7 separate regions of the Mus musculus genome follow, and all the other regions are linked to region 1. Evidence: chromatin contacts called from public promoter capture Hi-C data. All regions are on one chromosome and are shown on one strand. The core of a region is the stretch at or near the end of the contact, and the rest is flanking DNA. Distances in the headings are between cores, read along the strand shown. Region 1 holds the start of 3830406C13Rik (RIKEN cDNA 3830406C13 gene). Region 2 holds the start of Psmd6 (proteasome (prosome, macropain) 26S subunit, non-ATPase, 6). Region 3 overlaps Atxn7 (ataxin 7). Region 4 holds the start of Atxn7 (ataxin 7). Region 5 has its middle 17 kb from the start of Atxn7. Region 6 holds the start of Thoc7 (THO complex 7). Region 7 overlaps Gm281 (cadherin-related family member 3).

Region 1 (3,016 bases), core at 272-2,771:
ATTAAAATCTAATTTGAACTTTAGAAAGGGTGAAGGAAGGGAACATTTTGATATTAATATATAAAAATAAATAGCTATGTGGATGTTTAGAACATAATTGTGTCGTTTACTCTCATTCTTAAGAGACAATGAAGTTATCTACAATAAAATGTCCTGTCAGAAAATGATACTTTCACATTTTTGTCTTCCTGTGCATGTTTCACTAATAAAGGTAACATACACTCTGTATTTGAAGTATCTTTTTCAAAAACTTACATTTCTTCATGTCTTTTAGAAAGGTGAATTTCTTGAGTAAACAAGGAAGCCATCTTTAATCAAAGCTGGGCTATAAGTTTTCTGCTAAATAATAAAAACATTTAGTTATCTTTACCCATGTGTTCAACTGTGCGATTTGGTTTTAGTACTGAAACAATACATTAATTCTCTCAAAAGAGAAAACTGACAATTTTATGTGTAATGTGAAAGAATGCACTCAAGCACATTTTTATTAATTTTTTTTTTTTTTTTTGCATTTGTCAAATTCACTCAAAACACCATGGATCAGGTAAACTCAAGACGCTTCATATCTGCTACCTCCACCCAAGCTCTAATCTTAAACAGAATTTCAACAAACAAACAGCCGGCACTAAGACTAATGGACATTTTAACAGAAAGAAAAAAAAAAACCTAAAAATTCAACACACACTCATAGACAGAAAGGCAAACACGTCTGAGGACCAACTGGGAACTCATGGTCTTGCCTTTAGCGGAAGACTGCTCAGTGCTACCATGACCCTTCCAAACAGGGGAAGTATTTTTACATGTGTAACTTAGGAAAAAGTCGATTAAGTCTGCCCGCCGCGTTCTAGCAAGTCAGCACTCGCGTTTGGAGACTTCCTATGGCACACTACACCAGGCACCACTCCCCTTGGCTAAAGTACTTGCACAAGTATAGATGGTGGGCTAATGACGTGCTCTGAACGCGCTAGGCTGAGCACACAAGCTAAAGGTGCCCCACCAAAGGGAGACACATCCAACACTGACATTCCGTGAAGGAGACTTCCCTAAACTTTCTGAAATTAAACGCCGCTCGCTCAGGATCGGATGGCGACCGGACGCCCGAGCTCTGGGTGCTCCGCACACTGCACAGGGGCCTGCCCGGCCCTTCAGCAGGCTCCTTCTCCGCCCAGGGCCCACCTCACGCCCGGCTTCCTCGCCTTCCTCCCGGCGAGGTTTGCAGCCGACCAGGGCAGCGTCCAGGCGCCCCTGGAAAGCCACTCCTGCCGCCTCTCTTCCTCTCCTTCGGGAGCAGTTCAAGAAAAACTCTGCCTTTTGAAGCGAGGAAGCGCCCAACGGCCACCCCAAGTCCCGCCTTTCGTCCCAGAAAACTCTGGAAAACCTTTCTGGTCACCTGGCTCCCCTCATTAGCTTCCTCCTCATCCCCCCCTTGCCTCAGGGGCTACGGGCTGTGACCACACTGCGCCCACCTCTGAGCTCTTCCGGGAACGCGCCATGGACGACGCCTGCGCAAGACCTGGGCGTGGTCAGGCAGCCATGTTTGCGTACTTTACGCTCCTGACGTCAGTCAGAGTCCCAGCTACTTGGCTTGGCTTGGCTCTGGCGCGGGTTCGAGCACCTCAGGGAGATGAGACTGTGGAAGATTCCCCAAAAGGGGCCTTAGAAACCTGGAAGAAGATGTGGTGATAGCTCAAGCTTTTAAAAAGTGGTCTCTGCATATGTTATAAAGTCTTCGGGGAGTACAGTTGGCTTCCTCCCTGTAACATATTCCTCCTTTGGAATGTTCCAGTGGGGGGGGGGGGGGGGGAAGGCGTGAGTGTTGTGGGGACTATCCAAAGACTTGTCATTAAGTTTGTTCATCCGAGGCCTGCAGAGCAGCCTCTAGGTCGCACACAGATCAACACAGCAAGTTCACAGCCTTGTGTTGTTTAGCCCACAGCACTCCTCCCATGTGCAGAAGTGTACCCTTACGCTTCATTTTATTCCTTGAAATAACTTTGTGAGCGAGTAGTTCTGTTTATTCTTTGCTTATAGATAGAGATATGGAAGAGTGATAAAGTCTTAACTAAGAGTTGCACAGCTGGTAAAGGGTAAACAGAACACATTTAAGTGAGTTTTTCCTCCTAGGTTACCTACATTAAATGTAGCACCGAATTTAGACACTTTGAACTCAGTGTGTCCTTTATTTTGAAAGCCTCTTTTCTACACACTTAGGTATCTTCACTTCTTTACTTCTAGGGCAAGGTCTCACTATGTAGACCTGGCTAGTCCTTTAAATCACAGGACATACCTCTGCCTCTCTGCCTCTCTGCCTCTCTGCCTCTCCCCCTCTCTGCCTCTCTGCCTCTGGTCCTGGGAGTAAAGGCATGGACTATGATACTTGGCTCTTCCTATCTTATAATGCTACTCTCTCAATAGAGGTATTATTTCATTCTCAGTGTGGGACTTCCCACTTCCCCAGCCACATTTTTTTTTTCCACAACAAAAGAACATTTTGTGTTTTGTAAAGTTCCCTTTAAATTTTGGTATGTGTTTGTGTGTGAGTGTGTGTGTGTGTGTGTGTTGGGATGGTATGCTACAATGTATATAGGTGTCCTCAAAGGGCAGAATAGAGATTTAGATCCCCTTGAGACTCTTTATTTGATTGTTGTGATGAGAACTCTTGTCCTCTGTAAGAACAGCCAGAACTCATAACTGCTGGATCCATCTCTCTCCAGCATCAAGAAAAATATTTTTGACTTTGGTTTCCTATTGTGCATTTTCTAACTGGATGAGTGAAATTTCTCCTGATTTTGAAGCACTGTAACCTGTGCTTGGCAGATCTGTTGTTAAACTGCTTCACACCCTCCCTCTTTAAAAATAGACCCTTGAATGGTTCTGTGTTCTGGGCTCTCCCATGAATAAAATAGCCTTTGCATAGTCACAAAGCATTCTTGTTTGTTTTATAGAATTTCAAAATAAATTTTAACTATTTTTGGACTATGTGAACAGACAATCTAACTATTAAAATGTTTTCATG
Region 2 (3,016 bases), core at 184-2,683, 1.8 Mb before region 1:
CGTATTTCATGCATAGTATGAACCCAGTCTTGAAATATCTCTATACTGGGCTTGATTTAAAGCTCTAGTTCCTCTTGCCCTAAACCCATTCATGAATGTCTTAGGATGCTTCCTACAGAATCTTTCTTGAAAGGATTGATGATCAGTTTCCATACAAAGTTATAACATTCTGATAACATAAAATAGCACCAATTCTAGCACATCCTTGTGTTGTACTGTTCCAAAAGTCAGACATATGGTAACCATCACATAGAGTGTGATACCTGGATCCACACATCCTTCATGGGACATCATATTTCAGAACCCAGAAGAATTTTGGGCCAGCATAAAAGATCCACTGCAGTAGAAGTTGAGCTTGTGTTCAAAGGTAAACTTCTAGTAGGAATTCAACAACTGAGATGCAAATCCTGGCTTTAAGTCTCTGTGGTAAGATAAGTCTCTGTGTTGAGATTCTCTCGGGGTAGCAGATTACAGTCATCACAATTGCAGGGCCTAACAAAAGCAAAGGACAGAAAGTCCGTGCAGTGGGTTTACTAGTTACTTTTTCTTGCTGTGATAAAACGCCATGACCAAAGCAGCTCATGAGTCTAATTTGGTTTGCACTTTCTGAGAGTCCTTAGTAGTGGCAGGGGCATAGAAACAGGCTGGAACAAGAACCTGGGAGATCACATCTTCAACCACACAGAGAGAACATAGAAAGAATTGGAAATGGGGTGAGGTCAGAAATTCTCAAACCTACCCCAGTGAGCGACTGCCTAAAGCAGGGTTTACACCTTTTTATGGTTCCTTAAGGTGTCCAAACAGCACCACCAATGGGGACCATGTGGTCAAATATTGAAACTCAGTGGGACATTTCTCATTGTGTCACACAGTAGGATTTATAGACCATTACCCATTCTGAAGACTCCTCCAACATGTGCACACAAAAATAATGTAAATCACTGAATTAATAATTGGAAACACGGGGTACTCTTTTCTTAGAATAGGGAAGAATGTGGATTTTAAATGTAAGGAAGATAGGTTCTACACAGGCCTTGTCATGTAGCTGGTGTGTAACCTTAGCTGGCCACTTTTCAAATCTCGCTATGTTCCAGTTTGTTTGTCTACAATCTGGACCAAAAGAATCTCTCCCTAGTTCAAGAGTATTGAAACAAAGATGTCCCTGGAAAACTGTTTTTATTGTTTTTCTCATCTGTGTTATATTTTAAAACTGTTGGCGGATTTCCAGATCCTATCCGTTGCAAATATTATATAAAAAGGAAGAAAAAAAGATACTCAAGAAATGAAAGTTGGGCCCAACTCTGACCTAAAGAAAAAGGGGACAGCGCCAGGTGCTCCCGCCGATGTCCAGCAGGGGACGCTGCGGGCGGCGGAGCCAGAGACGCGACCGGAAGTCAGACTGGCGGCTCTGGGGAACCTGTGACGACTCCTCCTGCTTCCGCTGGTGGCCCAGGGCTGTGCTTGGTTCTGTCAGCCGGCTCCTGTGCTGTAGCCATGCCGCTAGAAAACCTAGAAGAAGAGGGACTGCCCAAGAACCCCGACCTGCGCATCGCGCAGCTGCGGTTTCTGCTTAGCCTGCCGGAGCACCGCGGGGACGCGGCGGTGCGCGAGGAGTTGATGGCGGCCGTCCGGGAAAACAGTGAGGCCAGCGAGCGCCGAGTCAGCGGCCTAGGCGGGGCGGTCGGGGTGCCTGGCGGGCGTCTCCGGTCGAGGCTTCATGGAGACCCCTAGGGAGGCCTCCTGGACCCGAGAGGGGCTTGCTTGCCTTAGTGGGTTCTTCCCCGCCGCGAGACGTCCAGGGAAGCCTCGGGTGCTTGTCGCGGCTGGACTCCCGGCAAAGGCGCCGCGGCTTTAGTGATGCCTGTCGGTGTTTAGCTGCCGGCCAAGGGACAGTCAGGGTTCTGTCCCTAGTAGTCGAGTCGAATCGGTGTCCTTTCCCTGACATGAGGACTCCTTTGGAACAGGAGCCGACCAGAGCAAACTGAGGATTCGATTCCCTTCCCCTTGGCCTTAGTCGCGATCAGACCTGCTAAGATCGGCTCTCAAGCAGGCTCCCAGCTTCAAACCTTAGCCGTGCTACCCAGGCCCATAGTTGGGAGGCGTCTGCTAGCTGACCTTCGGTGGGGTGGGAAAAGCGAGCAGAAGCTAACAGGATACCTCATAATGCGTGATTTGTGGCTTTTAGATATGGCTCCTTATTATGAAGCCTTGTGTAAATCCCTCGACTGGCAGATGGACGTGGATCTCCTGAGTAAAATGAAGAAAGCAAACGAAGAAGAGTTGAAACGTTTGGATGAGGAGCTGGAGGATGCAGAGAAGAATCTGGGAGAAAGTGAAATTCGAGATGCAATGATGGCAAAAGCAGAGTACCTCTGTCAGATAGGTGACAAGGTCAGTGAGATGCCCTGCCCGCTCTGGGTAGGTGACAGGGTCAGTGAGATGCCCTGCCCGCTCTGGGTAGGTGACAGGGTCAGTGAGATGCCCTGCCCGCTCTGCAGATGAGAGGTGCTCCCTATTTTCTGGAGGTACAGACCAATGTTGTACATCAGTGCAAATGAGTAATATCTCACTGGATAAGAGAATCTTTCTGTTTTAACTGGAAGGATAATCATATTTACCTGTACTGAAGAGTCAGTACAGGAACAGTAGATACATGACAATGTTGCAGCACCCAATTCCCTGCTCTTAACAGAGCAAGGTGTGCGTTAGTCTTCCTTACTGTGTCATTAAAAACAAGTACACATGAGGCTAGAGAGAAGAGGCTTGGTGGTTTAAGACTGTATACTGCAGATCATCCTGGAGGAGACCTAAGTGCAGTTCCCACCACCCACATCAAGAGGTTCACAATACCAGCTCCCAGGTATCTGATCCCTCCAGCCTCCAAAGACATCTGCATTCATGCACACATACCCCCAGACACACATATACATACTTGAGAATAATAAAAATACTTCTCCAGAACAAAACAAGGGTGCAGAGGTTTTGCCCCCTCTGTTGACAACATTGGGGTCATTTT
Region 3 (3,016 bases), core at 267-2,766, 1.8 Mb before region 1:
ATTTTACCAGAAGGCAAAAGAAAAAGAGAAACCGTGAAACACAAGTTCTAAATTAACTCTGGAGTGTCACACTCTCTACCTGGGTGTGGAGCTCTCTGGGTGTGTGTGTGCTCAGGAGTAAAACAGTGTGGTCACGTGGTAGTTCTTTTCCTTTCCTTTTTTTGAGACATCTCCACACGGACTTTCCCCACGGCTGTCTGCACACTCACCAACCGTGTGTGAGGATCCCTTTCTCTCCAAACACGCTTCACCAACTGTTGAGATTGACTGGTGATAGCCACTCTGACTGGGGAGAGGGAATGCTATCTCAAAGTAGTTTTAATTTCCATCTCACTATATCTAAAAAATGAACAATTTAAGAACAGCCATTATCCACTTGTGTTTTTAGTGTGTGTGTGTGTGTGTGTGTGTGTGTGTGTGTGTGTGCCTTTCTAATGTCCCCTTCTGTATATGGTGACAGTGCTAGTAAGAAAAAAAGATCCTGAAAGCAGGCAATCTATGACTGCTCTGGGACTGAGGGCCCTGTGCCTGGCTAGGGAAGATCCCTGTAGTCTGCTTACTGCCTACTTTATTTTGAGACAGTCTTGCTAATAATGAGGCTAGCCCTAAAACTTCTGACCTCCTACTTCAGCCTTCAGGGCAGCTGGGATGCAGACATGTTCATACCTAAGAGAAATAACTTTGAGCTTGTGCTTTTACTATGTGAGAGAAAGCAGGCGGGATAGTGAAGACTGAGGAGAACATAATTTTTTACACTGACAAGCTGTACATAAACACAAAAATTAAGACTAAAGTTCATACTAAAGCTTAAAACACTCAATGCTCTCAGTGCTCTGTAGAAAATTCTGTTTCGGCCAGTCCTAGCTTTGCTCTTCTTGAAAAGCATTACTATTGCTTAAATTATTTCCCAACAGTGCTCAGAAAGCTTTTTGTATACTTTTTGGTTTTGATTGTCACATATCTTTTCTTATGGAAATCATTAGGGCACCTTACTAAAAAGATGAAAATTACTTACTAAAAGATGATTTTAATGAAAGTAAATAACATCCTTCCAGACCAAAAATTCTGTAAGTGCCATAGTTACAAGGACACACATTACCATAGTTACAAGGACACACACATTGCCATTCCACTGTGGCTAAGAGTCACGGAGCCGTCCCCCTCTCCTGGGAACCAGCACTCAGAGCAGCCAGAGGGACCGGTCTAACAGTTCCAACTCAAGGGAAAGGATCTGGATTCACCTAGCATCATGCCTCCTCCTACAGGAAGAGTGTAAATTAAACAGTGCATGCACTGCAATACCAAGTACACAGCCAGGAACTCAGGAAGTCTGCTCTATCACCGATTACAATCCAGGTGTCAGGCAGCTTCTGAAGAAACCAAAGAGTAAGAGTACCATGTAAGTCAGTACTACATAAACTAGTCTGTCCTTCACAGACCCCGGGATTTCCTGAACAGCACAAGTGTCAGTCATCCCGTGCTCTGAGAACAAACAAGCCCTTGGCAGTTATGAAATTCTATGCTCCCATCGCTGGCTGCAGGCAGTTCCTCATCGTACAACAACACAGGCCTCCACTAACTCCACTGTCTCAGCAGGCCAGGCAGGTTATAATTGGCCTTAATTGGCACTTAAAGCAGCTTTAACATTCCTTAGCTGCTGCCAAGGAACACTTGAAAGGGGAAGAAAGTATTTTCAAACTTGGAAATACCAAGCAATTCATTCAGCTGAGGGCCTCAAAGACTAGAGTTAGAATCAGGTTAGCTTCACCAAAAAACAGAGCTATGCTATTATGCAATGCTCATTAGGAGAGGTGGGAAACGAAGTTTATATGAGATAATTCACCTTAGGGGCTAATCCTACACAGTAGCTTTACTCTGCCTTACCTCTTCTGATCTAGCAAGAGATGGCTTTTCAGGGCCAAATCACACACTTCATGAATGTAAGGCAGACAATACATTATCCCCCATGGTCTGATTTACAAAGGTGTGTGAACCACTGTCTGATCCCTAAGCTTCGTTATCAATTGATGGACAAACATGAACAGTATTAAGAGATAATGAATTACACCAAATGAAAAGAGGATGCTGAGACCAGAAAAATGATGACGTATTTCCTTGGCCTTGCAATTAATCTTGCTGAACGCTCACTCCATGTTACACACTGCAGGAACGAATCCCAGATTGAACAATTCCACTTTCCCACCCAAGGTAAAAGCCATACAGAATGTTTACAGAAATTCCCTACAATACTAAAAATTACTTTGACTTGTTAGAGTATTTTAAAGTCACTCATTTTGAAATAATTCTTTGCCTCGTGTGTGTGCCTGCGTGCACGTGTGTATAAGAAACAATGTGAGAGACTTTAGAAAAGTACATAGAAATTCAGAAAATAAATCCATCACCCCCCCCATAGGATTAATATTTGGTATGGCTAGTAACAACAGACACAACGAACCTCCATCCTTTTGTAAATCCATCTAGTAGCAGCTAGCATCAATGCAATGACTACTAATTCTGACCCAGAATCCTTTCTTGAGACTCTCACACAAGGCACTATCACTACACTTACACATATGCCCAAGAGTGGCTTTGTTCAAAGGGTCAAAGACAAAAAAATAATCCGGAAGCCCATGTCAGGCCGTGGAAGCTGCAGCATGGCCATTCTTTAAAAGTAGTGGGGACTGTTAAAAACCTGAGAACAAGCACCAGTACTGCTAAGTAGACAGCAGCAATGTGCAGAACACGAGCACTTTGTCACTCTGTTACTAAAGTACCTACTAACAAGACTCCTAGTTCTGCATGAGAAAACAGCACAGGGATATTCAGTTCTTTGATAGTTCCGAGACTCGATGGGCTCTTATGCAGTTAGAGTCAGGAAAGCAGGGGAAGGCTGAGGAGCACGTTTGGGATGACGTCACTTTGCTTATTTACATAAAAGGTAACACACACTGCTTTTATGACTCAGGGTTTCACTCTATATTCCAGGCAGCCCTTGAACTCAGTATGGATCCCTCCC
Region 4 (3,016 bases), core at 371-2,870, 1.7 Mb before region 1:
ACCCTATCTTTAAAAGCCAAAATAATAATTATTATTCAAAATTCACTCTCTTTGCCTTAAGAAAACCTGGTTTGGTCAAGGCTCCTGCTCTACAGCATCCCCAGAAAGGCACTACTTTCCAAAGCTTAGAACTCTTTCTTTCCCCAGAAAGGCACTACTTTCCAATGCTTAGAACTCTTTCTTTCCAGGTGTTGTCCATAACTAAAGAGATATATGTTAAACTCCCTGCCTGCTTCCTATGCCCATCACTTTGAATTGCCCTTTCCAGAAGGGATCCAGGTTGCTGCCCATTACAGAGAGCCCCTAGAAATGAGATTTCTTCCTAAATGTTCTACCCACCCTCTTCCATCCTCTTCAGCAGAGACCTCAATGTGGCAAGCAGGGAAGGTGGGCTGAAGCAACAAGAAAACTTCCCCAAGGTTGGGTACAAACTCCACCAGGGGGGCTGGACTCACCTTCCCGGCAGAGCCCCATGACTTCGCGGTTTTTCCCAAACTCCTTGAAACTTTCATCCAATTCGGTCCCTAGGAGATATACACACACAGGAGGAGGGGAGAGGCAGGTCAGTGGCTAGGAGTGTGACGCACGCTCACGCACGCTCCGGGTAGGTGTGGGCACCCAGCAGAAGATAGCATCTCTGACCCCCGTGGGGGCGGCCACAGGACACGGCGCGGGGGAGGGGATCGGGGCCAGAGGAGGGGGGCGGGGGGGCGGGGGGAACCAGGAGGCGTGGACACTCACCATCCTTCCCAGGAAGTTTGGAAGCTTCCACCCACAGATTCCACGACTGTCCCAGCATCGCTTCGGGACTGGGCAAGGGCCTGCGCTCCCCAACCGTCGCCATGGCGGCGGCCGAGGTGGTGGTGTCCCCGGTGCCGCCGTCCTCCGCCCGTGGGCGCCGCAGCGGCGGGTGCTGCCGCTGGGGCTGCAGAGGCTGTGGCTGCTGCTGCTGCTGCCGGGCGGCCGCTGCTCCGCCCGCCGCGCGGCGCGGCTCCCCCCTGACGTCATCCGCGGCCCGCTCCGACATTCTTTCCGCTCCTACAATGTAACAAAAAGGGGGAAAAGAGTGGCGCGGGGGCCGCTTTTAAGGAGGCTCCGCGGAGTTCCGGCGGCGTGCGCGGCCCGCAGGCCCGCGGTGCTGTCAGCCCCCGGCCCCTGCCGCCGCCCGCCTCCCCGCCCGGGCGCAAAGTCCGCGGCGCCACCGGCTTTCGCTTTCGCCTCCCGCGGCCCTCGTAGGGCGCCGGCTGCGGCTGCCACTGCGGCGCTGGCCGCCCTGCCGGGCCCGGCTCGGGAGGCCAGCGCCCGGAGCCGAACTGCCGCGACCTCAGGCCTGCCTGCGCCCCGGCCCGCGGCTGCCCACCCTGCGGGCGCTCGCATCCCGGCCCAGCCGGCAGCCCCGCTCCTTCCTTCCGTCCGCGCGTCCGTCCGAGCGGCGGCGCCCGGCCGGCTCCCTTAAGCGGAGGCGCCTCCTGTCGCCTCCTCCCCCTCGCCGGTCCCTCCCTCTCTGCTCGCTCCGGCGAAGTTTGCACGTCAAGCCCCCGGAGTGGAGCCAGGGCGAAGTCGGAAACGCAGCCACCTATGGAAGAGCCTGCCGGTCGGCCCCGGCGCAGTAACGAAAGCGTCGCCCAGGCCCTCCCTCCGGAGCCCCGGGCACCAGCAATTCGCTCTGGGCTCGCGGGAGGCTGCACAGTAGCTGGAGCATGAATGGGAAGCAGCCACTGTGCGGACGCCCAGAAACCAAAGCTGCCAGTGGCAGGTGTGAAAATGCCGCCCAGGTGTTAGCCCAGGCGTCCGCATCGAGCCCCTGCTGCTTGGCCAGCCAGGAACGTGCACTTGAGTGCCCACAACTGAAGGTCACACTGTGTCCTGCGAACTTGAATTTCTTCTCCAGCAAGAAGGAAGCTACAAAATCAGTGTATCACTTTAAAGTTGGGTTGTTAGTCTCTCACTATTTATGGCTGTCTTTCCTAGAATCCGATGAGACCCCCATGGCTTAAGGAATATACCAGACGTTCGTCAGATTTGGATCACAAATTAATAAGCACTAGCACATACAGTCACCCCCTCCCCGACCATCAAACAAGTAAAGCACAGGAGTGGACCACCACAGGGTGCCTTTAGTTCCTATTAAGCTGTTATCTCATTTCAGTAAAGCAGCATCTTTTTAGCCTGCTCAGAGCCTCAGGCTTACAGGTGCCTTCTGGGACTGTATGAAGAGGTGAGCTTTCTCGACTTGCTGCTATTATCTGTTGGCTTTGGGGGGGGGGGCAAATATTTAGTAAGACAGATGTGACCAACATCTCTGTTGAAGTACAAAAAACCTTTCAAATGTTAAAATGAACGCAAAAGTGCATATGAAAATGTTTCCATAATATATTAAAGCCAGGACTTGGAGAAGGGGTTTGACATAGGTGCAAGTTTAAAAGCTTGAGCTGGGTGTGGTATGCACCCAGAGTCCCCAGTGTTTGGGAGGCTGAAGCAAGTGTGCAGCATCGTAATACAGGTGAGACTGAGAAACACAGTAAGAGCTTGTCTTAAATAAATAAAGCAGAAACACAATTTCTGTGAGACACATTTAGAAATGTGTCTATAGGGTCCCCCCCCCCCACTGGATTGCACACCAAGAAATCCAAAAAGGAATCTGCTGAGTGTTTATCAAAGGACAGTTGCTTTTTGAACACTCAGGCTATACACCTACATACAGATTCAACTAACTGAAGTTTGGAATATATTTTCCTTAATTTAAAAACTGAGCCTGGCATGGTGGCACACATCTTTAATCCCAGCACTTGGGAGGCAGAGGCAGGCGGATTTCTGAGTTCAAGGCCAGCCTGGTCTACAGAGTGAGTTCCAGGACATCCAGGGCTATACAGAGAAACCCTGTCTCGAAAAACCCAAAAAATTAAATAAATAAATAAATAAATAAATAAATAAAAATAAATAAATACTGTATCCATGCAGGGCAGTTACATATTTTTTAAAATTTATCTAAATACAATGTAACAACTATTTACAT
Region 5 (3,016 bases), core at 340-2,839, 1.7 Mb before region 1:
CAACACTCAAGGAAAGCCTGGTCTACACAGGCTGGCAAGAGCTACAGAGTAAGTCCTTGCCTTTAAAGCCAAAGCAGAATGAGAGAGGGAGAGAGAGAGAGAGAGAGAGAGAGAGAGAGAGAGAGAGAGAGACCAAGAGAAACAAGACAAAGAGAGAAACAGAAAGAAACTTCTAAACATAAAATAAAGATCAACTATGTGTAGTAACATTAACTCAGTTTAGTCATTTCATGGTATGCATTTCAAAGCCATATACTATATATACCAAATACATGTAATTTTTAATTATTGGTTAAAAATGTGAATTCGGTAAGAAGACCGTGTATTATTTTGGATTATTAAGTTATCTATAGTGCCTAAAAAAGAGCATAACATGTAAAGTGCCCTCTATAAATAACACCTGAGAGAAAGAGACTGCACGTGAAGGAGCTGGCCCTTGAGACGCACCCTGGGCCTGACACGTCCTCACAGTTCCACCTGGCCCAATGACTGGTTTCTGTTTGCTCAGTACATCTGTGAGCGTACAACTCTTCATTCCCTGTCCCTTCTTATTTACTTCTTGGTGTTGTATGAGTCTTTGCTACAGCATCATAAAACACGTCCATCAGTGAATATTCAAGTCATGGAAGTTATCCCTACTCTTCTCCTCTTCCTCTAACAGATAATCTTTGCACACAGAAGTTATCTCAGCATTAAAAAGCTTCTCCGGCGTTTTTCAAAATGTTTTTTTTTCCTCCTTGGACCCCACTACAGCCAGCAATCAGCCACCATGCAAGAAAAGTCCTGTCCCCTCTTTTCGGCACCTCCCTAATATTTCACAATGAATACCGTACATTGTGATAACAATCCTGGTCCTTCATCAGAGAGCTGTCAGAGCTGACTGAATGCTTGTTGTTTTACATGCAGAACTGCCACCTTCCTAAAGCTCTCACATGCTGGCTTGGTAAGAGAGAGAGTGTTATCTCTGCAGATAAACATGCAGGTTGTACAGCATGTTTCCCACTTTTGCTACAGTAGCTTAGGACCTGATGAAGCAAGCATTTGTAGTTCAAGTATGTGCTCATCTATTTCTGAGATTGAAGCTTCTCTAGTCCTTCCTGTCTGCCTTCTGTTCTGCAGTTGAATTGTAACTTATAAGCCTCCACTTCCCCACCCCACTTCCTTCAAGGATAGAGAGAAGGGAGGCATTTTATCACTAATCTAAACTCTTCCAAGCCGTCCAGGGACGACGGCACATTAAGAAAAGGCATCTGACACCAAGCCTCACACCCTAAGTTAGTTCCCCAGGCCCATGTGATGGAGGAGGAGAAACAAGTCCTACAAGCTGTTCTCTGACTTCCATGTGACCCATGTGTACACACACACACAAGACAGAGTAACACACAAAGAAACATGTCATAAATAAATGTAACAAAAGCAACAACAACAACAAAAAAAAACTAAGCTCTTTCAGGATTCCTTACCCTTTTTCCAAATTCTGTGAAGCTCTGTCATCTGGCCAAATGCCAACTGCACTTTGTACTGAGAAGCTATGCTAACTATGACCGCTGTGACTGTGAGACACAGGACTGCCTCGAGTCGCAGAGTTCCCTGTCAGCCTGGAAAGGCCTCAGGTGCCCTAAGTATGCCTGACTCTTCTGTCTGTCAGTCTTGCTGAGGACTCTCCTTTAGCAGCTGCTCTCTGCTGTGTGGGGAGGGAGTAGGTGGGGCTCAAGCTTGGAGCTGGCCATGGGGCTGGAAGACACAAGAGCATACATACTCGACAACGTCCTATGGAAAGGGTGGGCACAGTTTAGCAGAGAGCTAGGAGTCCTGTCTCTAAAAACTTCCTCCAACAGGCCAGGAGGTGGTGGTGCAGGCCTTTACTTGTAGCAGATAGGTTCCTCAAGTTTTGATAAATGTATGCAAGCGGTGCTGGACAGGAGCTTCTGAGCTAAGAAGCAAATGCCCAACAGCACTACTGTCTTCCTTACATCCACTGTCACTTAGCACTCAGAAGTTCATGATTCTTCAAATACTCCAATTGTCACCCTTTGGTGACACTCAAATTGTACTAGAACTGGAAGTAACGCATTCATCCAGCTCTGCTCCATCAGAAGAGTCAGTTACCTTTTCTTCAGGTGCAGGCCAAGACTCCGCTGGTCGGTTTACCAGTGAATCTTCATCTGCTGCAGCTGTACAAGTCCTTCCTTCTTAATCTGTTCAGATTAAAAAGAAGAAGAAGGTGGCAAAGGACTGAAATAGTGAACACAAAGCTAGTCAGAAATCTACAATCTTAGTTTTAAGTTATCACACGTTTTAAATTATTACATGTGTTCTGTGGACCCAAACAGCTAAAATTTCAGGCACTTTAACAAGTCTTCAACAAATGCAATTTATTTTTATGATGAACTTAAATTCACTAGATTTACAATAAACCAAGAACAAATGCTGGGCGTAGTGGCGCACGCCTTTAATCCCAGCACTCGGGAGGCAGAGGCAGGAGGGTTTCTGAGTTCGAGGCCAGCCTGGTCTACAAAGTGAGTTCCAGGACAGCCAGGACTATACAGAGAAACCCTGTCTCGAAAAACCAAAAAAAAAAAAAAAAAAAAAAAAAAAAAAAAAAAAAAAGGAACAAACAACTATTCAATATGTCCAGAGTCAACATCTTTGGGCTTAAAAATCACTGTATGAATTTCCACTAATGAGTTTCCACTTAATGTTTAATGCTGCTATTTGAAAGCCTACACCTATGAAACCTGTCAACTTATACCTTTAAAATAACAGACACATACTGACTATCTGGAAGGCTCACTCTGTTCTTTATGATTCAACAAGATGTAAAAACAATGCAGTGAGGTACAGAGTCAAAGGACTGATGACTAACAAACTGATGCTTAAAAGGTGGTACTCAACCTAAGAAAGTAGGAAAGAGCAACAAATAGTGGCAACAGCCCAGCTGTGAGGCGTGTCCTCTCAGACTGTACCACAGGCAGTTCAGGCAGTTTATTCCCAGCATACAGGAGGGAGATTTCTG
Region 6 (3,016 bases), core at 240-2,739, 1.7 Mb before region 1:
AGACCCAGATTAGCTTCAATTCACAAACCTGCCAGCCCAGATAGGCTACCACACACCACCCCGCTGAATTTAAGATTAATATTACCCTCCTTCCTACGCCAAGGAAATGAACATGGTCCAAAGTCCAAGTTAGGAGGAGCCTTTAGACCAGTACTCTTTCAAAAAGTCAGCGAGCAGTTCCACATTTGGAAGAGGTCATTTATGCTTCAAAATCTTCATTCAGGGTAATTTCTGCCTTTGTGACAAAAGTAGATACTGTATTTGACCCATACATAGTTCTGCCTAGAGGTTAAAAACCACCTCCCTTGAATGATCCCAAGTCTTCCGCTAGAAAGAACTGAGGGAACACAGGGCCGATGCATGGATCCCACTTAAGAAATCTCAACAACCAAAAAATGACCCCACACCATTGCCTTATGCAGGATCTGAAGGTTCAAGGGATTGGGATCATGAAAACTGATAAACAAAAACCTGGGTTATAAAGTCAAACTCTACCCTGTTGGAGGTCAAATCAACTCTCAACAGGAACATGGTTCCACTAGGAGAACATTCCTCAATGTTGAATCAAAATGATTTTTTGTTTTGTTTTGTTTTGTTTTGTTTTTTTGTTTTGTTTTGTTTTGTTTTTTGTTTTTCGAGACAGGGTTTCTCTGTGTAGCCCTGGCTGTCCTGGAACTCACTTTGTAGACCAGACTGGCCTCGACTGCCTGCCTCTGCCTTCCAAGTGCTGGGACTAAAGGCGAGCGCATTCACTGCCCGACTCCCCCCCCCCCCCCGGGAGGGGGGTGGTTTATTTCATTTTTCAGAAGAGATGACACTATAACCTGCAGTGTGTTCTAGAAATGTGTACTCCGCACCCCCAAGTAATGTGTTTGCAATGAGCAGCACCCCCACCCCCAACACCTACTTTCAACTTCCCTTTAAGAAGCAGTTTTTGAAAAGCAAAGTTAGTATGAAAATGAAGGCACCCCATCTGGATTCCAGCAGCGAGGGAGAACTGGATGAGAGGTGAGAACCGGAGGGACCTGAGCCCTGGGTCCTGAGTGACGCTCCCCAGACAGGTGACCAAGTTTCTTTCCCCCGCTTCGCCAGCACCCGCCAGAGCTCAGGAAGGGAGGATGGCTTGCCGCGCCCGCCTCAAGAATACGGGTTCGAGACCCACGGCGGCAGTGGCCGCGCCCCCGTCCCACCGGAGCGCACGGTCGGGGCAGCCCGGGACAGAGGTCACCTGGAGCGTCAGGCGCGGAGCCCCGCGAGCGCGCGCAGCCCGAAGCTCACCTGGCGGCTGGCCGCGGCCTCCAGGGCGGCCTGTGGGCGCGGGCAGGGCGGGACGGCGGTGTCCCCGGGCCCAGCCGCCGCCGCCCGCCCTCCCGCCGCCCGTCTCGCCCTTCACCCGCCGGCCGCTCCGCGCCCCAGGAGAGCGGCGAGCGCGGGTCCGCGGCGGCGCGGCGCGCGCGCCGGCGCGACTCAAAAGTCGGAGAGGGCGGCGGGCGCCGCCGCCTCCTCCTCCATGACTGTTTACCCGGCTGCATTGTGGGAGTTTGACCTTCGCCGCCAACCGCCGCCTCAGCTCGGCCGCCGCCGCCGCCGCGCACGCCATGGGAGCCGTGACTGACGGTGAGGCCTCGGCGGGTGCGGGGACGCGGGGCAGCGCCGGGATCCGGGCCGTCTGGGGTGGGGGGCTCCCGGGGCGGTGCGCGGCGGGGAGAGGCGCAGGGCGGCTCGCTCGGCCCGGGCGATGCAGTGCCCCGAGGGGGCCGCCTGGGGGGCTTCCCGGGCCGGGCTGGGTCGGGCCCACGGGCAGCGCGGCGGGCCCCAGGGAGCGCAGGAGCTCGGAGGGCGGTGGAGTGAGGACCCCGAGCTGGGGACGGCGGCTAAGAGGAACAGGGGTGTCTGGAGGGCCGGTCGGGAAGTGTATCTGGGCGACTTACAAGGTAAGGCGCCAGCATGGGAAGAGGCCGGCGGCTTGGACCGCGGCAACAAAAGGAAGGCATGTTGGAGCGGGTGAGTTGTTGGCCTGAGTGGATTAGGAGTGATGGATGGTGGACAGTAGATGTCTGTGGGCTGAGAGCAGAAATAAGAGCGCGTTTGGGAGAAGGATGGACTGACACGATAGGCAACTGGAGCAGGAACTGAGAAGGTACCCGCTTTGGTAGAAAGGTTCCGGTGGCTTGATGTTGTTTGATGGGCTGATCAATAGCTATGGATCCCAGTGGAGAAACAGGGGACTTCCAGAAATGAACAACGATCGGCCCAAATTTGAGGACGGGCCGAGGAAATACCGATGTGGGTATAAATAAAGGCCTCGGAACTTGGTAGGGGGGATTTTAACCTTGGTTTTGTTTTTTTTTAATTCGAGTTTAATTTATTCAGGAAGTACTTAGCTTACTTCTAGGCAATACTTTACTGAACACGTTTGATACCCAGAAGCAGCAGGTAAAGGTGTTTCCTCTTATACGTCTGCAGTGGCTGTAAACATTAAAAATTGGTAGGGTGGCTGTGTGTGTGTGTGTGTGTGTGTGTGTGCGCGCGCGCGCGCCTGCCTGCCTCTCTTTGAGCTGTCTCTGCCTCCCTCCCTCCCCCAGGCAGGCCACCCTACTAGAGTGGCAGTCAGAGGACACTTGCTGAAGTCACTTCTTCACTTCCACCAGATGGGTCCTGGGAATTGAACTGAGGTGGTCTTTCTACTGGTGATTAGAAAACTTGACAAATTTGCTTTCCCCCTTCCTTTGAAGGGTAAATAGGTGTTTTAAAACTGGAATTACAAGTGACCAACCACTTGCCAAAATGATGAAAGAAATTCAAGATGGCATATAGAACTTAGAAAACTTTACACCATGAAATTTCCAAGATCAGGAAAAGCCAGTGAAAGGGTTTTTGTTGTTATTTGGTTTGGTTTTGAGACAAGGTCTTGCCAGGCAGTGGTGGTGCACACCTTTAATCCCAGTACTAGGGATGCAGAGGCAGGCGGATTTCTGAGTTCTAGGCCAGCCTACACAGAGAAACCCTGTTTCAA
Region 7 (3,016 bases), core at 272-2,771, 1.6 Mb before region 1:
CTTAGAACTAAGGTACATAAAATTGAAGCAAAACTCAATGTTTTAATAAAAATAAACTAGGACTGAACACTGCAATAAATCAGAAGTAGTGCCTTGTGTACATACTTAACTATTTACAGATGAAAACAGGCATTACCACAACACTAATCTAACTATACTCATTTATATATAAAAAACACAAGTTTCATACATCACAAAAAAACCTTCCATTATAACACAGAAGTGATATTACCAGACAAGCATCAGTGGAGTATACTGACAGAGCTGCTATATGTGAAAACCAAACAGAGTTTAATTTCTTCTTGTAAACAAATCCCAGTGCAGTTCTGTGCTACAATTTTAGTAATGAGAATGCAGATATCTTCTGGTGCAGGCCAGCACAATAACCTTCAAAGATTATCTCAGGCACCCTGTTGTTGACTTGATGGTTTTACTTAGAACCAGTTGTGATGTTACCTTTCGCAGAATGTCCTAATTGACAGCTTTTAGAAGACCAATTTAACCAGGCTTACACATGGTACCAAATACCAGTTTTGTAGCTTTCTTCCTCCTTCCAAAAGTCATGTTGAAATCAAGGTGAAGTTTGACTATGGTAGTAGACTGCCAGTCCTTTTCTGGTGTACCATTTTATTTATTTATTTATTTTGAAATTTTTTTTAAATTTAATTTTATTTCTTTTTTAAGTACAGGCACATAACACTAGCCAAAGATTATACCTTGATTACATTCCCAAAAGGCAGATATGCTGCAAACATGCAGAGATTTCATTCATTTAGTTTGGCACATGGAACTAAATTTTGTTCCTAGTATATGTGTATTTCAATTTGTTGTGCATATTTTTGTCCAATTTTACTGAGGGGAGGCAATTCTGCCTGTAACAAACACCCAAACATCCTAAAATATCAATTATATAACAGACAAGTATAAAGCAAAACTCTGGAGAACATCAAAGGAAAATGGCCATGCATCTGCTCTTTAATGTTTTCCTACGATATATTAAAATAAAAACAAAGTTTCAGTCTCTTCACATGTAGTAATTTTATATTCTCTGGATTTTTTGAGCCACAACAACTAGATTTTCTTTTCTGATTTTTGCTGCAGCTTCTGCTTATAATCATATGGCCAGTTGTGCTTGTCAGAGTAATGGTGAAGTCCACAAAACAAATTTCCACATCGGCAGTCAACCCCTGTAAGGCCATCTCTCTTTCTACAAATAGAACATCTGTTCTTCTTTGGTTTGGGCAACTCAGGAGCTTTTTCTTCACTTTGAGAAGAACTGGGCTGAGAAACTGATGGACTGAGCTGAGTGACAACTGACTCTGACACCTCTGTTTTCGGGATAGTTAATTTGTCCTCTCATGAAATGCTCATTTCTGTCATTTGTTGAGTTACAGGCAAGGCAGCCACAGGCACATTTCTTGATTTTTCAGATGTGCTGCCAGCAGCACCTTCACAATTGTTGAAACTAGCATCTGCTCTCTGTACAGATGCAGAATCTGTTGGAACCACTAGATGTCCCCATTGGGCTCATTCTGCCACTATTCGTCTCTCAAGATGTTCTTCGTAGGAAACAAGAACACGTTCCATTTGTCCTAGGACCCCATAAAAGCCACATCCTGAACTACACAGCATGGGCACTGGGGTCTGGTTAGTCTCCTGAACCATATTTTTCTGCCTGCGGGGGCCCGGATGCCCTAGCGAGCTGGCGCGCGACGCCGGGCGGTAGGCAGGGCTGAGACCTCCGGGAAGGGTTGGCTAGCGGCCGCCGCGGGCCAGAGCGGAACGCAGGCCGAGCGCAAGTGTTCCTTTTTCTACCTGCAACTTCCAACTAGCAGGTTGAAAGTTAAAGCCACACCGTTCCTGCTGAGATAGAACAAAGGCCACATTGCTTAATCCTCTGCTGTTAAGATACAGGTTAGGTCACTTTTTTTTTTTTTTCCTTCAGACAAAGCAAGAAAGTTTTTAGGACTTTTTTAGAGATTATTATCAGCATTTCAGTACAGTAAGAGACCTAGAAAGCCCTGAGACTCTCAGACTTTTAAAGCCATCACCAGAGTCCTACTTTGTGACTCCACCACTACCCTCTTCGGGCTGGGAGGCTCCCGGCAGGTGGGAGTCCAAACAAAGGCATAAGATCTACTTAGTATTCTCTGAAGTAGCTTTATCTGAAAAGCATTCTGCAGACTGGGCAGGAATTGAATAAAAGAGGGAGAAAACATCTCAGGTCATGTGCAAAAGTCCTGTAGAAAGAAGGATCCTGAAAAGAGGAGACCAGATTTGAACAGGGAGTGTGGTGAGAAATCTGACTGCAATGGAGATAAAGGAGAGAGCCTGTGGAATCTGGGAGATTTGTTGGAAAGAGCTACTTACTTGCTAGTTTTAATAAAGCTAATTCTCCTACTGGGAGAAGTTCACATAGGCGCATTGCTCTTTATAAGATATCTGGGTTCCTTAAGACTCAAAGTACTCATACTGCAAAGCTATTGCATGCTTGACATTCACCTGGTCTTTCTGCATTGGCTCTCTGAGACCCAAAAGAGGACCCAATTCAGTGCAATAACATCTTTAACAGTTGAGCTGCCCTAGACTGGTTTAGTTTCAGGTTATGGTTAGCTCTTGTGTCCCTCAAATCTCAAACCTCTAAAAGCAGTGACTAGTAGAAGCATATTCCATCAGAACAAAAAGAAAACCAGAATATAAGCTTGAGCCCATGTGTACATTTAGAGACTTAAATCTACTCATAAGCTATTAGTTGAAGAAAGTCTCATGCACAAGCCATAGGAACTGCCAAGTCAAATGGCAAGCATCAGAAACATGGGAACTGCAGAGTATGGTAGAAAAGAAACATGATCTGCTAATGCTTTAACAAGATCACTCTAGCTACTGTGGGCACATATTCTAGAAGGACAAGGGAGGTATTTAATAGAACCAAGCCATGGCATTGCCAGCTCTTCAAACTTGCTTCCATTGTGAATCTGGTATTTAACACTGTCTTGTACTTATTCTCTGTTCAGCT

What was found. Promoter capture Hi-C pulls out the DNA fragments that hold promoters and counts their contacts.
Region 2: a contact with region 1 is called in a promoter capture Hi-C map of liver, with 3 times the contacts expected there. The contact joins the promoter of Psmd6 here to the promoter of 3830406C13Rik in region 1. A contact is called at or near these places in 10 of 39 promoter capture datasets (the HPC-7 cell line, HPC-7-derived erythroid cells, cranial neural crest and 7 more) and 1 of 9 other capture datasets (adipose tissue).
Region 3: a promoter capture Hi-C map of the HPC-7 cell line shows a contact between it and region 1, with 4 times the contacts expected there. The contact joins the enhancer-like site here to the promoter of 3830406C13Rik in region 1. A contact is called at or near these places in 4 of 39 promoter capture datasets (3T3-L1-derived adipocytes, the HPC-7 cell line, hematopoietic stem and progenitor cells and 1 more) and 1 of 115 datasets of contacts at active chromatin or transcription factors (embryonic stem cells).
Region 4: a contact with region 1 is called in a promoter capture Hi-C map of pre-B cells. The contact joins the promoter of Atxn7 here to the promoter of 3830406C13Rik in region 1. A contact is called at or near these places in 2 of 39 promoter capture datasets (cranial neural crest and pre-B cells) and 1 of 115 datasets of contacts at active chromatin or transcription factors (astrocytes).
Region 5: a promoter capture Hi-C map of liver shows a contact between it and region 1, with 3 times the contacts expected there. The contact joins the enhancer-like site here to the promoter of 3830406C13Rik in region 1. A contact is called at or near these places in 6 of 39 promoter capture datasets (the 3T3-L1 cell line, 3T3-L1-derived adipocytes, the HPC-7 cell line and 2 more).
Region 6: a promoter capture Hi-C map of hematopoietic stem and progenitor cells shows a contact between it and region 1. The contact joins the promoter of Thoc7 here to the promoter of 3830406C13Rik in region 1. A contact is called at or near these places in 6 of 39 promoter capture datasets (3T3-L1-derived adipocytes, the HPC-7 cell line, hematopoietic stem and progenitor cells and 3 more).
Region 7: a contact with region 1 is called in a promoter capture Hi-C map of stem cell-derived epiblast-like cells, with 2.3 times the contacts expected there. The contact joins the enhancer-like site here to the promoter of 3830406C13Rik in region 1. A contact is called at or near these places in 10 of 39 promoter capture datasets (the 3T3-L1 cell line, the C10 cell line, cranial neural crest and 7 more), 1 of 115 datasets of contacts at active chromatin or transcription factors (embryonic stem cells) and 1 of 9 other capture datasets (embryonic stem cells).

Annotation. Positions count from the first base shown.
Region 1 is chr14:12,282,708-12,285,723 of GRCm38.p6, reverse strand. It overlaps 3830406C13Rik (RIKEN cDNA 3830406C13 gene), which reads right to left and starts at 1,521. Exons shown (of 5, transcript NM_178141.3): 1 at 1,467-1,521; 2 at 256-339. The coding sequence starts at 308.
Region 2 is chr14:14,119,362-14,122,377 of GRCm38.p6, reverse strand. Psmd6 (proteasome (prosome, macropain) 26S subunit, non-ATPase, 6) reads left to right here and starts at 1,433. Exons shown (of 8, transcript NM_025550.3): 1 at 1,433-1,639; 2 at 2,186-2,391. The coding sequence starts at 1,495.
Region 3 is chr14:14,063,486-14,066,501 of GRCm38.p6, reverse strand. All of the region lies in intron 4 of Atxn7 (ataxin 7), which reads right to left. It also overlaps the pseudogene Gm31222. Among named protein-coding and RNA genes, the nearest start is that of Atxn7, 53 kb to the right of the region's middle. Within about 2 kb of position 1,516, at least 81 of the 459 cell types and tissues checked have an H3K27ac peak or open chromatin away from gene starts, as enhancers often do. A contact at or near this core is called in the HPC-7 cell line, embryonic stem cells and hematopoietic stem and progenitor cells, where this site is marked.
Region 4 is chr14:14,011,095-14,014,110 of GRCm38.p6, reverse strand. It overlaps Atxn7 (ataxin 7), which reads right to left and starts at 1,620. Exons shown (of 12, transcript NM_139227.4): 1 at 1,361-1,620; 2 at 742-1,038; 3 at 456-524. The coding sequence starts at 1,027.
Region 5 is chr14:13,994,189-13,997,204 of GRCm38.p6, reverse strand. It overlaps a transcript of Atxn7 not described here. Among named protein-coding and RNA genes, the nearest start is that of Atxn7, 17 kb to the left of the region's middle. Within about 2 kb of position 1,589, at least 18 of the 459 cell types and tissues checked have an H3K27ac peak or open chromatin away from gene starts, as enhancers often do. A contact at or near this core is called in liver, where this site is marked.
Region 6 is chr14:13,959,786-13,962,801 of GRCm38.p6, reverse strand. It overlaps Thoc7 (THO complex 7), which reads left to right and starts at 1,489. Exons shown (of 8, transcript NM_025435.3): 1 at 1,489-1,617. The coding sequence starts at 1,599. It also overlaps a transcript of Atxn7 not described here.
Region 7 is chr14:13,900,491-13,903,506 of GRCm38.p6, reverse strand. All of the region lies in intron 2 of Gm281 (cadherin-related family member 3), which reads left to right. It also overlaps the pseudogene Gm18576. Among named protein-coding and RNA genes, the nearest start is that of Gm281, 13 kb to the left of the region's middle. Within about 2 kb of position 1,521, at least 104 of the 459 cell types and tissues checked have an H3K27ac peak or open chromatin away from gene starts, as enhancers often do. A contact at or near this core is called in embryonic stem cells, liver and stem cell-derived epiblast-like cells, where this site is marked.